2 separate regions of the Mus musculus genome follow, and region 1 is linked to region 2. A link is a contact called in public HiChIP or PLAC-seq data. All regions are on one chromosome and are shown on one strand. Each heading gives the region's core, a stretch centred on a gene start, on an enhancer-like site or on the middle of the called end of the contact. The rest is flanking DNA. Distances are from core to core; before and after follow the strand shown.

Region 1 (5,788 bases), core at 2,768-5,267, 120 kb before region 2:
TTTTCAGATTGAGTAAGGAGGTCTTTTTTGGCTTGAATATCAAATGCCCCCGGAGGTTTATTTGTTTGAATGCATGGCCCCTGGCTAGTGGTGCTATTCGGGAAGGCTATGGAACCTTTAGAAGGCTAAGCCTTGTTGGAGAAAGTACTTTACTTGGGGGGGGGGGGGCGGAGCTTTGAGGTTTTATAGCCAGGCTTCACTTCCTGTTCTCTGTTTCCTGTTTAGATGCAATGTGATCGGTCAGCTTCCTGTTCTTGCCACTGTGACCTCCCCTTCTCCATCATGGTGGACTCTAGGCCCCCTACCCCCAACCCCCTGGAAATGTAAGTCCAAATAAACCTTTTCTCCCCTAACCTGCTTTTTGGCTAGGGCCTTTGATCACAGCAACAGAAAGGAGAATGAAACAAAGCCCAAAGATCAAGCAGGGCAATTCTATCCCAAACATCATACTACGCTACAGCCTTAAGTAGGGCTTAGTTTACTGTTTTATAGAGGAAAATTGCAGCCGGTGACTTGTGACACAGAAATCGAGTCTAGTTAGTTGTACACCCAGGACTGAAGAGAGCACGCCTCTTCCAAGCAGCTCCACCTATCAGGTCTCACTGCCTCATTACCACTTACCCAGAGGCCCAGAGGTTTCCTGCTAAATTAGAAGAGCGAGGCAAGGAGGTAAATGTGCTTGGAGACAGCCCTCCACCCCTGTCCATGGAAAACTTCCCTTTGCCCAAACCGTCTGTGCTACCAGCAAAAGACCTGCCGTGTCTCACCTAACTTGTGTGTGTGTGTATGTGTTATATGCGTGCATGCTCACCATGTTTGCCCATGCATGTGCTGATGCATGGAAGCTGAGCGTCAGCATCTCTGTCTTCCTCTATTGAAGCACATCGTTTAAAAAAAAAGTTTTTATCTTTACTTTTGAGACAGTGTCTCTCTAGAGAGCTCTGACCTGGAACTCACTATGCAGAACAGGCTGGCTTTGAACACACGGAGATTCACCTGCCTCTGCCTCCTGAGTGCTGGGTTTAAAGGCGTGTGCCACCATGTCTAGTTTAAAATTTTATGTGGAGTCTGTATGCATGTGAGTGTGTGCATGGGGATTCTGTGTGCGTGTATGTCTGCAAACCATATGTATACAGTACCCACAGAATCCAGAAAAGAATGTCTGATCCCCTGAGACTGGAACTACAGTTAGTTATTAACTGCCACCAAGAGGAAGCCGTGACTTTAACCACTGAGCCATCTCTACACCCCCCCCCCCCGTATTTTATAGGCACAGTTTCTTAAGAAAGAAAAAGAGCACTTGTTGCTCTTGAAGACTGGGAAATCACGTGGTGATTCATAACCATCTGTAACTCCAATACCAGCAGATTTGACACCTTCGAACCTCCACAGGCCAAGGGCACACACGTGGTATACAGATGTTCACGAAGGCAAAACAGTCACATGCATAAAATAAAATTACTAAATCATTTAAAAATATTTAAAAAAAAATAAAGAGAAAGGCACCCCTGAGGAAGCAAGTAGGCTAGAGAGTTGGGGAGACAGTCACTCAAAAACCTCCACCAAAAATATCTGAGACACTTCTCACTGAACCTGGAGCTCATGGTTTTTCTCCTGTCTAGACTGGCTGTTACTTGCCAGTCCCTTGGACCCACCTCTCTTCCTCTATCCCTTAACCCTGGGGTTACAGGCACACACTGTACTCTGGTTTTTGCAGGACTGCGGAGGACGCAAACTCAGATACTCATGTGCATCATGCCATTGTCCCACTCAGACATCTCACCCCCAACTTGTCTTCGAGTATACATGGTTGGGGAGATGTGTATGCACATGCCTGCGGAGCTTATTATATTAGTTAGGCTAGGCTGCAAATGCCCATCTCCACCCATCTCCACCTCCCCAGTGCTGGGATTACGCATGTGCACCACTATACCCATCTTTTTTTTAAAACATGGGTTCTAGAGGTAGAGCTCCTGTCTGCATAGCATGCTCTTTACTGACTGAACTACCTCCCCAGACCCCCACCTATCTCAGGTTACTGCGGTCTAGAGCAGCTAATAGCTGGGCATGATAGTGCTATTGTGTAATCCAAGCACTCAGAATGGGGAGGCAGGTGGGCCAAGAGTTCAAGGCCAGCCTTTACTGCATAATGGGTTCATGGCCAGCCTGAGCAATAAGAGATTGTGTTCTTTCCAAAACAAAGCAAAACCAATAAACCAAAAATCCCAATCAACATCATTGCAAAGATGTCCCAGTTTCACCCCATCTTTGAATTTAACAGGTAGCCTCCCCTTGGATCTGCCCTTTACCCGTCTGGTCCGTCGTTCCCCTCTGTGTTGTTTACCTCTTCAGGTTGATGCTTGGCGCTCTGGATGGTCTGTTCCATGTCTGGCTCTGCCCCTGATGCCATTTGACTCTGGCCATAAGGAGGATGTTCGGAAGGGGAAGGCAAGGTACGGAGGAGGTCACCCCAAGGGCCATTGTGTTGGAAGCCTTATAGATTTCTTTCCAGTTTCTGCTCCTTCTGACCTGCAATGCAGCCCCCAGGCCCAGCCTGAACATTTGGCAAAAGCAGCAAGATGTTTTAGCCGGGTTTCTTCACTCAGCACTAATTTTGTTTTTGATAGCTCTGCCTGGCCGAGAACTCACATGTATAGCAGGACCAGAGAGATCTGCCTGCTTCTGCCTCCCAAGTGTTGGGATTAGAGTCATGCTGTGGTACCACTTAGCTTCTTTGGGAGAGGAGGATTAGGCTGTATTGTGGAGTGTTTGGCAGTGTCCTTAGCCTCTGTCTCCAGAGATGCTTATAGCAAACTCCCACTCTGACAACTGAAAATGTCTCAGACATTGCCAAATGTCCCTTGGAAATGAGGGATACTGCTGTGTTCAGACATGTGTTTTAATCTGTATTGGTCTAAAAACTTTAGTAGGGCTTCTGAGTAATTATTATTATTATTACTATCATCATTTTATTATCATATTTAAACAAAAAAAGGTCTTACTCTATAGCCCAGATTAGTCTCATTCTCAAGGGCATCCTCCTGCCTCAGCCTCCTGAGTGCTGGCATTTCTCCAATAGGACTTAAAGGGCCCACTATTAATGCAAGAGCAAGAACAATCACCCAGAACTCCCTTAGCATCTACTTCGTGTCTGTGGATCTCCCCTTGACAACTTCCCCACTTTGCTTAGAAAACACCCATCCTCATGGCCCTTCTATTTCTTCTAGGTTCTGTCTGGCCCAAGGGGAGGTCAGGAGATAGAGGGAGATTGAAAACACACCAAGCACCCACTAGACCATGCACCTCGCTTGTTGTGTTTAAACAGATTTGTACAGGTTTCATGCACAATGGTACCTCCCCACCAGTGAGCAGAGCCTGCACTCTAAGCTCAGGTTTCTCTGGGCCCCTAGGTCCTATTCTTTGCCAACCAATACTGACTGCCTTAACTTGGCCTCAGGTGACAGACCTGAGAATGGCATAAATTAGGAGTTCCAATACCTAAGTCCCTACTCAGCAAAGAATGCCGGACCTTTCTCACTGAGTGTACACCTACAGGAGAAACCCTGGTCAGCCTTGTGTCTCAGGCCTGCTAGCTCTCCTGCCTCAGTTTACCCTCCACTGCAGTTCTAGGGGTAACTCTTCTGGTTACATCTTGGGAACAGGTTTAGAAGAATCAAGCCGCGCTGTTCTGAATCACATGCAAGAGTACCTGAACAAAGTTGCTTTCGAACACCACGGAGTTAGGAAACAGATTGAATTCTGGAGAATGAACCATCTGGCAGAGTAGTCCTTCCTCCACTCCCAGGCCCACTCCAGGGTTCGTTTCCCCATCCACAGGCAAGAGGCCCCTGAACTTCTCCCAGGCATTCAAGGAAGGGAAGGTTGGATATGATCTTATCACTTTTACTGTCTTCTTCGATGTCCACCAAGACTTTCTAGGTGGAACTGATGTCATCATGTCTGCACATGCTCAGGGGCCCTCTGCACTGTTGTCCTGGGATCTGTCTCTTCCCTTCTGATCATGGGCAGCTGGCCAAGGCCTAAGGGGCAGCCGGTCAGCTCACAATGATGAATGGATGACATCATGAAAAACCACAGCAGGCCTGCAAGAAAGGGAATGAGGAGGAGCCTCCCATTTCCTCCTGGGCCAGTGATGCTCATGGCTGCACTTACTGACATCCCACATCCTTCTCAGGGCCCCCTTGGAGCATTCACGGAACTTGCTGGGAAACCCTGAGGCAGGCAGGAAGCAAGGACTGTTAGGATGCTTCCGCCGCTGCCCAGAAGAAAGGCCCTTCCTGTCTCTCTCTCTCTCTCTCTCCCTCTCTCTCTCTCTCTCTCTCTCTCTCTCTCTCTCTCTCTCTCTCTCTCTCTCTCTCTCGTGTGTGTGTGTGTGTGTGTGTGTGTGTGTGTGTGTGTGTGTGTGTGGTGGTGTGGTGGTGGTGGTGGTAGTGGTGGTGGTAGTAGTGGTGGTGGTGGTGGTGGTGGTGTGTGTGTGTTTGTGTGTTACTGAGGATTAAACCCAGGGACCCATACATGCAGAATGAGCCCTACCAAACTATATCCCCAGCCTACACAGGTCTTGAACTTGTTGTATTACGCCTGAACCTCCTGAGTTCATGAGTGTGCAGGATGTAGTTCATACTCCCCTCTTTACATTTGGTTGATTGGTTGATTGGTGTGTGTGTGTGTGTGTGTGTGTGTGTGTGTGTACAAATGGGTGCAAGTGTGCCACAGTGCATGTGAAAATCAGAGGACAACTTATGAAAATAAATTCTCTCCTATCAGACCATCCGGCTTGGCGGTAAGTACACACCTTTATCTGCTGGGACATCTCACCACGGAGCCATCTTGCTGGCCTCTTCCCTTACTCTCTTAGTGTAAACTATTCTAAACAGTATGAAAAGCTGATGTCTATTCAAAACTAATTTCCAGAGCCTCACATGATGTGATCACCCCCCCACACACACACACATACAACTCCCTCACCCCCTGACTTAGCATGTGAGCCTCCTCCCCACCTCCCACACCCTGGCTTACGTGCAAGAACCATTTCTGCTTCCAGGAGAGCTACTAGTGCCTGCTCTTTGGCTGCTATGGCTGGCTGGTTGCAGCTGCAGTTTTCTCCCTTCAGAGGTCAAAACTAAAGGAGCAGGAGCAATAATTAGTTTCTGACGACAAGGCTGACTATGGGTACCAGCTAGGAGGGGCAGCATTACACACCCATCTCGGTGACAGTGGATCTCCCCAAGAGCCAGAAAAATTAAAAAAAAAATCTAAATTCCTGGGTGTGGAGTGGGTCAAAGAACCAAGCAGACTGATCACCAATCAGAGTCAATGTAAGGAGAAATGGTATTCCAACTTGAACACAATTCTAGGATTTGCTAATGTGTCACCATCAAGGTCGAATGCAATAAATTTAGAAAGATGGTTTTGAAAAAAGATATGCAAAGGACAGAGCTGGATGTTATTCCTGCATTTCATCATAAAGTCAGAGAGGGGCAGAGGGACCCAAGGCTTTCCCAGTCTTGTTCTGCCAGCCCTCTTCCACAGCCACAAGGCTACACCTATCCAAACCCTTGTCACAACTCCCAGAGTAGCAGTGAAATGTCTAACTCACATTCCTCATTTTCTTTTGCTTACTATGTGGGGAAAAATGTCCCCCACCCCCCATGGTAAGATTCTTTAAGGATAGGGTCATACACCACACCCTGTGGTTTGCATTCCCCTAGGAACTGAAAAACCGTGGTATAAAAGTAATAGCCATTAAAAAGCTGTGCTCCTTTTT
Region 2 (5,544 bases), core at 785-3,284:
GAGGAGAGAGGAGAATACCGGTTAGGGCTCGGGGAACTGTACAGAGGAGAGAAGCAGATGCAAACAAATCAGGAGGCAGATACAGCATTTCCAAGTCAATTCGGTCATCTGCTCTGTCTTCACCCCAGCCCTCCTCTCAGGACCCTCTATCTCCCACTTACTGAACTTAAACTCCATGAATTGTCCACATTCTCTAGAGAAACAAAACCAATTATCTATGTATCTACCTATCTGCTCTCTAAATTTCTATCCAGAAAGATGGGGCGATAGACCTAGAGTCAGAACTGTCATAAGGAACTGATTTCCATGATTATAGGGATGGGAGGGAAATATAAGGTGCAGGCAGCAATCTGGATATCCCGAGTGTTGACTATTTTGGGCCAAAGTCCCGAAGTAGGAGACCTGTGTCTTAGCTGGACAAGAGAGCACATTATTACTAGCCATTGTTGTTGTTGCTCTACTTAGGCTCCTCTGGGATTCCGTGATGCCCACCCAGCTCTCAGCTTGGCTCATTCTGTGGAAACACCACTATATACACAACTAGGATTTTTTTTTCTCAGAATAATCTGGGTACTCCAAGGACACACTGAGATGTATAATTCTCCCCGACACCCTCCTTCTGTCTTGCTCCCCCATGCATATTTAACCCATTAGCATTCCCTCTTGGCACGGCCTCCATAGGTAGCCTTTTGGGCCACTTCTAGTCTCTTCTAACAGCTAAGCCACGGTTGTCCCCTCCCTGCATTGTGGCAATGGGCCCCGTTTCCCCAGTTCCCACTATTCCCTCCTACTAGAGTCTCCTGAGAGCAGAAATTGAGATGTAAGTTGGAGCACGTGAAAGCCCGCTAGTGGTTTTCTTGGGCTCAAACTAAAAGCCAGGATCTTTCCTGTGACCTTCAAGACCCATTGTGATCTGACCCTCCTACTTGTCAGACCTAGTTAACTATTGCTTCTTTCTCACCCTGTGGTGCATCCTCTCTGGCCTCCTTGTGATCCCATGCTCCCTCACACCTTTTTTAAAAAGTTCTCCCACATATCCCTCTCCTGTCTACTCCCCTCCCTTCCTGCAGGTGTCTACTCTAGGGCCATCTTGATAGACCTTCCAACATGCACACTAGCAGTTTAACCACTCGCCTCCCTACCCATCCGCTCCTTCTGCTTCATTGCCTTCTAGAAAATACCACAAACACATTCCATTTCGATGTATGCTGTCTGCTTCCCTCATATGACTGACTGACTGACTGACTGACTGACTGTGTGTGTGTGTGTGTGTGTGTGTGTGTGTGTGTGTGTGTGTGTGTATCAGATGAGGAATAGGCTCCATATGTTTATTCACTTATTTATAAGTGATAGTGACTGTCACTCATAATGAACATATGAAGCCTATTCCTCACCTGATACTTATCAGCAGGTTTAGCAATGCTGAGGGTACAGAGATGGACAGAGCACACGTTCCGTTGAAGAACTCAGAACCTAGCAGGAGAGATCAGCTTTGACTTGTGATGGTGAGCAGTTCAGGACCATGTAACAATGATGCAAATACCAGCAGTACCGATGGGGCTTTGCTCTATGCTGGAATTGTGTACGAGCGTTATGACATCATAAAACCCTGTGAAATGGAAAATATGACTTCTCTTCTAGAGGAGGAGACAGGCTCAGAGAGGCTAAGTCATTTGCCCAAGGCCATCTAGCTGCTCAGCCAGAGCTGAGGCTGTGTCCTCATTCCTGTGCCCCAGCCCCAAAGTCCCTTCTCCCACTCTCCCAAGGGAAGCCAAGAGGGTGCAGTGCAGAGAGAGAGAGAGAGAGAGAGAGAGAGAGAGAGAGAGAGAGAGAGGATTCCTCATGTGGAGCAGCAGAGAGAATGTGTCTAGTCACTCTCAGGCTCCTGCCTGCAGCCTGAGGCTGATTGGGCTCCCCCTGGACACCAGCCTTCTTGCCACACCCCCACCTTTGGCACAGCATTGACTCCACAAGGATCCCTTTTGGGGCCTGGTCATGCATATAACCACAGGCTGACAGTTCAGTGTGCCAGGGCAGCCAAGGGTGAGGTCACAGGCTGAGCACTCTGTCCCCAGCCCCTCCCTTCTCTCACCACAGGCTCAGTTTTTGCTCTGCTGGCTGTAGAATTCCCCAGCAGCTTTAGCCCAGCAGGCATGGGTTTCTCCCTGACAAGGTCTAAGTGTGCCAGCCTCCTGTTGCTGTGGTAACAAGTTACAACTGCATAGTTTAGGACAACATAAACTTACTATCTTCCTGTGGTGTGGGTCAGAAGTCTAGGATTTATCCTTCCAGAAGCCTGCCCTCTAGAGTCTCCAGGGAGAACCCATTCCTTTGCACTGAGAACTCTGGAGATTGCCTAAGGTCTCAAGACTCATGGGCTCATCTCATCCCTTCAAAGCCAGAGCACAGCATCTTCAACTCTTCCAGTCTTTCTGACCCATTTGGACTTTACACTCCAGCTTCCTTTTCAAAGGCCCATGGTAGTGTTCCCATCTCCCAATTTACAACATAATCATATCTGCCAATGCCCCCTTTGTCATCTTGGACACCATGAGTTCCAGGAGTCAGGATGCAAACATTTTCCGAGGGCCATCACTTGGCTTGCCACAGCTGTCTAGGATGCTCACCTTCATAAAGGGAGAGAGGCTGTTTATAGGATGCTTGACAAAAGCTAAACAATGTGGACACCATCTGTTTCATTATCCTTACGAGGCTTTGTGTGGACAACCTCCCCCCGACCCCCATGCATATGGACCCTATTACCTCTAATAGCATATACCCCAAGGTCTCATTCACAGATTGGAAAACAGTCTTTCCTGGGCAGCTTTGTCTAACCTGAAAGTTCTCAAGGTAAGACAGAGGGCCGTGTCTCACTTCTAGAGTCCCTGGCATAAGGCAGGACAGAACAGGCACTCAGGCCACTGCAGGCTGGAAGCAGGTACGTTGGGCACATGGGTGTCTTTTAGAGGGTCTGTGAATCTTTTTTGCATGCAACCCTTTTGTGTATGTATCTATTTTTTGAGGATGAATGGAACCCCACCATTAGGGGTTCAAAAAACTCTGGTTTTGTTGAGTTGTTAGAGTCCCAGCCTAGTGTGCACAAAGCTCTTGGTTTGATTCTAAGCATAACATAGAACTGGTTATACAATCTCAGACAAGAGGATCAGATTCCAGTTCAAGTTCATCCTTGGCTGCATAGTAAGTTCAAGGCCAGCCTGGCATAAATGTGACCCTGCCTCAAAAGGAAAAGAGACAGGGGGAGGAGGACAGAAGAGACCCTGATCGGGGAACAGCTTTTCCTGGGAAAGGGGCCTCCTTCTCTTAGCCAGCTTGTCACCGAGGTCATTCTGTGGGGAAGGGAGTAAAAAGGGTATGGGCTGTTTCTAATGTGCTCATCTGGTTTTGATTGGCCCACGGGGCAGCAGAGATTCCTGGGATTGGCTGAAGACAGAGTTGGTCAGCAGGGTGGCCGGATATCTGTAAGAAGAAAGAAATGGTTATAATCGTGCCACTGCTCTAACCAAATCTCCTCACACCAGGCTGTGCAACAATCAGGGGCATCACTTCCTGGCGTGCAGATCTGAGTGCACCAGTGCCATCTCCACCTCTCTACCGAGCTTTCTGGTGATGCTGAGAATATGGGGGGCCATAAACCATACACCTAGCCCAAAGCATTGGAGGACTCGAGCCGTATTCACTTAATCCTTCTTATCTGCAATTCTTCAGTGGTGCAGTGTATGTCTGCACAGCGTATGTCTCTCTACAGTCTCTGGCCCCACCTTCACTCTCTGGTGCTGGCCCAGAGGGCCCGAGCGGCAGCATCTGCTCATATCCTCATTCCTGATGAAGTCTGGTCCCTTGGGATAGAAATGGGCTCTCCTTGCTTCTGAGTTTCCATGTTCATGTCTGCCCCGGATCTCTGTGGCTGTCCCACCCTGCGTGCCTTTCCTGCTACTAACACTCAAAGCCCTGGCTTCACTCTATCAGCTGTAGCCAGACTAACACAAGGGCGGAGTGCTCTCCACAGCTTTGTCAGGGTGGGACCGGAAGCCAGCTCTTCCCCTTCCTACAGAACCCTGCTTCAAACACGGTACTGGGATTTCAGAGTTTGGGAGTTGGTTGGAGGGTGATTTTGTTTTGTAGAACAGGAGGTGCATTTTGAGCCATTGGGCATTTGAGCCAAAAGCATTTTGTGCTTAGCCCCTTTCCCTGAGCCCTGAGCCCTGGATTTACCAAGGGTTTGTCCAGTATCCCCTGTAGATACCTGACTTAGGTCACAACTGTGGGGTGGGTGGGGGTGGGCAAGTAGAGAGCATGTAGAAAAACAGACAAAACACACTGGGCTTTCTATCTCTTCTGGGGAGGGATATCAATGCCCCCAGCATCCATATCATTGCTAGGGAAATGCATTGTTTACGTAATGAGGGCACTAGACCCAGTGGCTGCAGTCCTGTTTTCCCAGCTCCTTGGGAGGGTGAGACTGAGGATTGCAAATTTAAGGTCTTGCTGGGCAAATTGGTGAGGCACTGTTTCAAAAATTCAAAGAGGGATAGGGATATTGCTTAGTGGTAAATCACTTGTCTAGCATGTACAAGGATCTAAGTTCAATCCTCAGGAGGAGGAGGGAGAGGAGGAGGAGGAGGGGGAGGAGGAGGAAGAGGAGGAGGGGGAGAAGGAGGAGAAGGAAGAGGACCAACTTTAATGAAGGCCTCAGATTCAGATGAAAAGGGAGATGAGCAGAAAGATCAAGTCAGGACCAGAGATTTCTCATGAGCCTTCCTCCCCACACCACCTCTTGGGATCAGGAGAAAAGAGGCTTGCAGAGAACCAGAGTACAGGATAGTGAGGGACAGGGAGGTGGCTTCCTCCAACCATGGACATCCTAACCAGGCCCCTTGTGGGTGAGAACCTGGAAACTCCATTATCATCTACCCTCCTTCCCTTGTCTGTAGGGACAGGGTCTGCTCCTGTCTTTGGTCTCTGAGGATCTGAGGGATTGGGGTCATATGCAAGAGGGCCGGGCGTGGGGGACAAGGCTGGGCGGCAGGTCTGTCCTCTCCTGCTGTGGGAAATGGAAAGCAGCGGAGTGGTGGGCATCCGTGGAAAGCCTCCAGGCTGTCAGATGCTCACGTATGCCTGAGGCCTGCTCCACAAACAGTTTCTATGGAAAGAGAGGCTCAGATCAGAAGCTCCAGAGCCATCTTCCACCTACCGGCCCCTTCCCCTTTATTCTCTGCTTGGGTGGTTCATGGCTCTGAGGCAGGGTACAAGCAACCATAGGGACAGGTAGGACACCTCTGCTCTCTGTGGAAAGGCAACGTCCTTTCTTCCAGGGACACGAGAATCAAGGCCAGTTTCCCTGGGGCCTGGTCTGCCCTAAAAAAAATTGTAAACAGATTAGCCTTGCAGATGAAACAGCTCTGCCACCTACCAGCCTGTTTACCTGTGCCGCTGGGGGGAGGGTACCATGTAGCCCATCCTCTGGCAGAGAGCTTTCTCTGTTCACCATGTCATCTTTTACCTGGCCCTAGCCCCTCCTAGCAA

The links. HiChIP or PLAC-seq counts read pairs in DNA pulled down with a chosen protein or histone mark.
Region 1: an HNF4G HiChIP or PLAC-seq map of pancreatic cancer cells shows a contact between it and region 2. The contact joins the promoter of Fam71f1 here to the enhancer-like site in region 2. A contact is called at or near these places in 2 of 39 promoter capture datasets (the C10 cell line and liver), 2 of 115 datasets of contacts at active chromatin or transcription factors (embryonic stem cells and pancreatic cancer cells) and 3 of 9 other capture datasets (adipose tissue, liver and pancreatic islet).

What each region holds. Positions count from the first base shown.
Region 1 is chr6:29,317,369-29,323,156 of GRCm38.p6, reverse strand. Fam71f1 (family with sequence similarity 71, member F1) reads right to left here and starts at 4,017. Exons shown (of 7, transcript NM_001289663.1): 1 at 3,710-4,017; 2 at 2,345-2,529. The coding sequence starts at 3,958.
Region 2 is chr6:29,192,556-29,198,099 of GRCm38.p6, reverse strand. No RefSeq gene overlaps it. Among named protein-coding and RNA genes, the nearest start is that of Prrt4, 16 kb to the right of the region's middle. Within about 2 kb of position 2,034, at least 80 of the 459 cell types and tissues checked have an H3K27ac peak or open chromatin away from gene starts, as enhancers often do. A contact at or near this core is called in adipose tissue and pancreatic cancer cells, where this site is marked.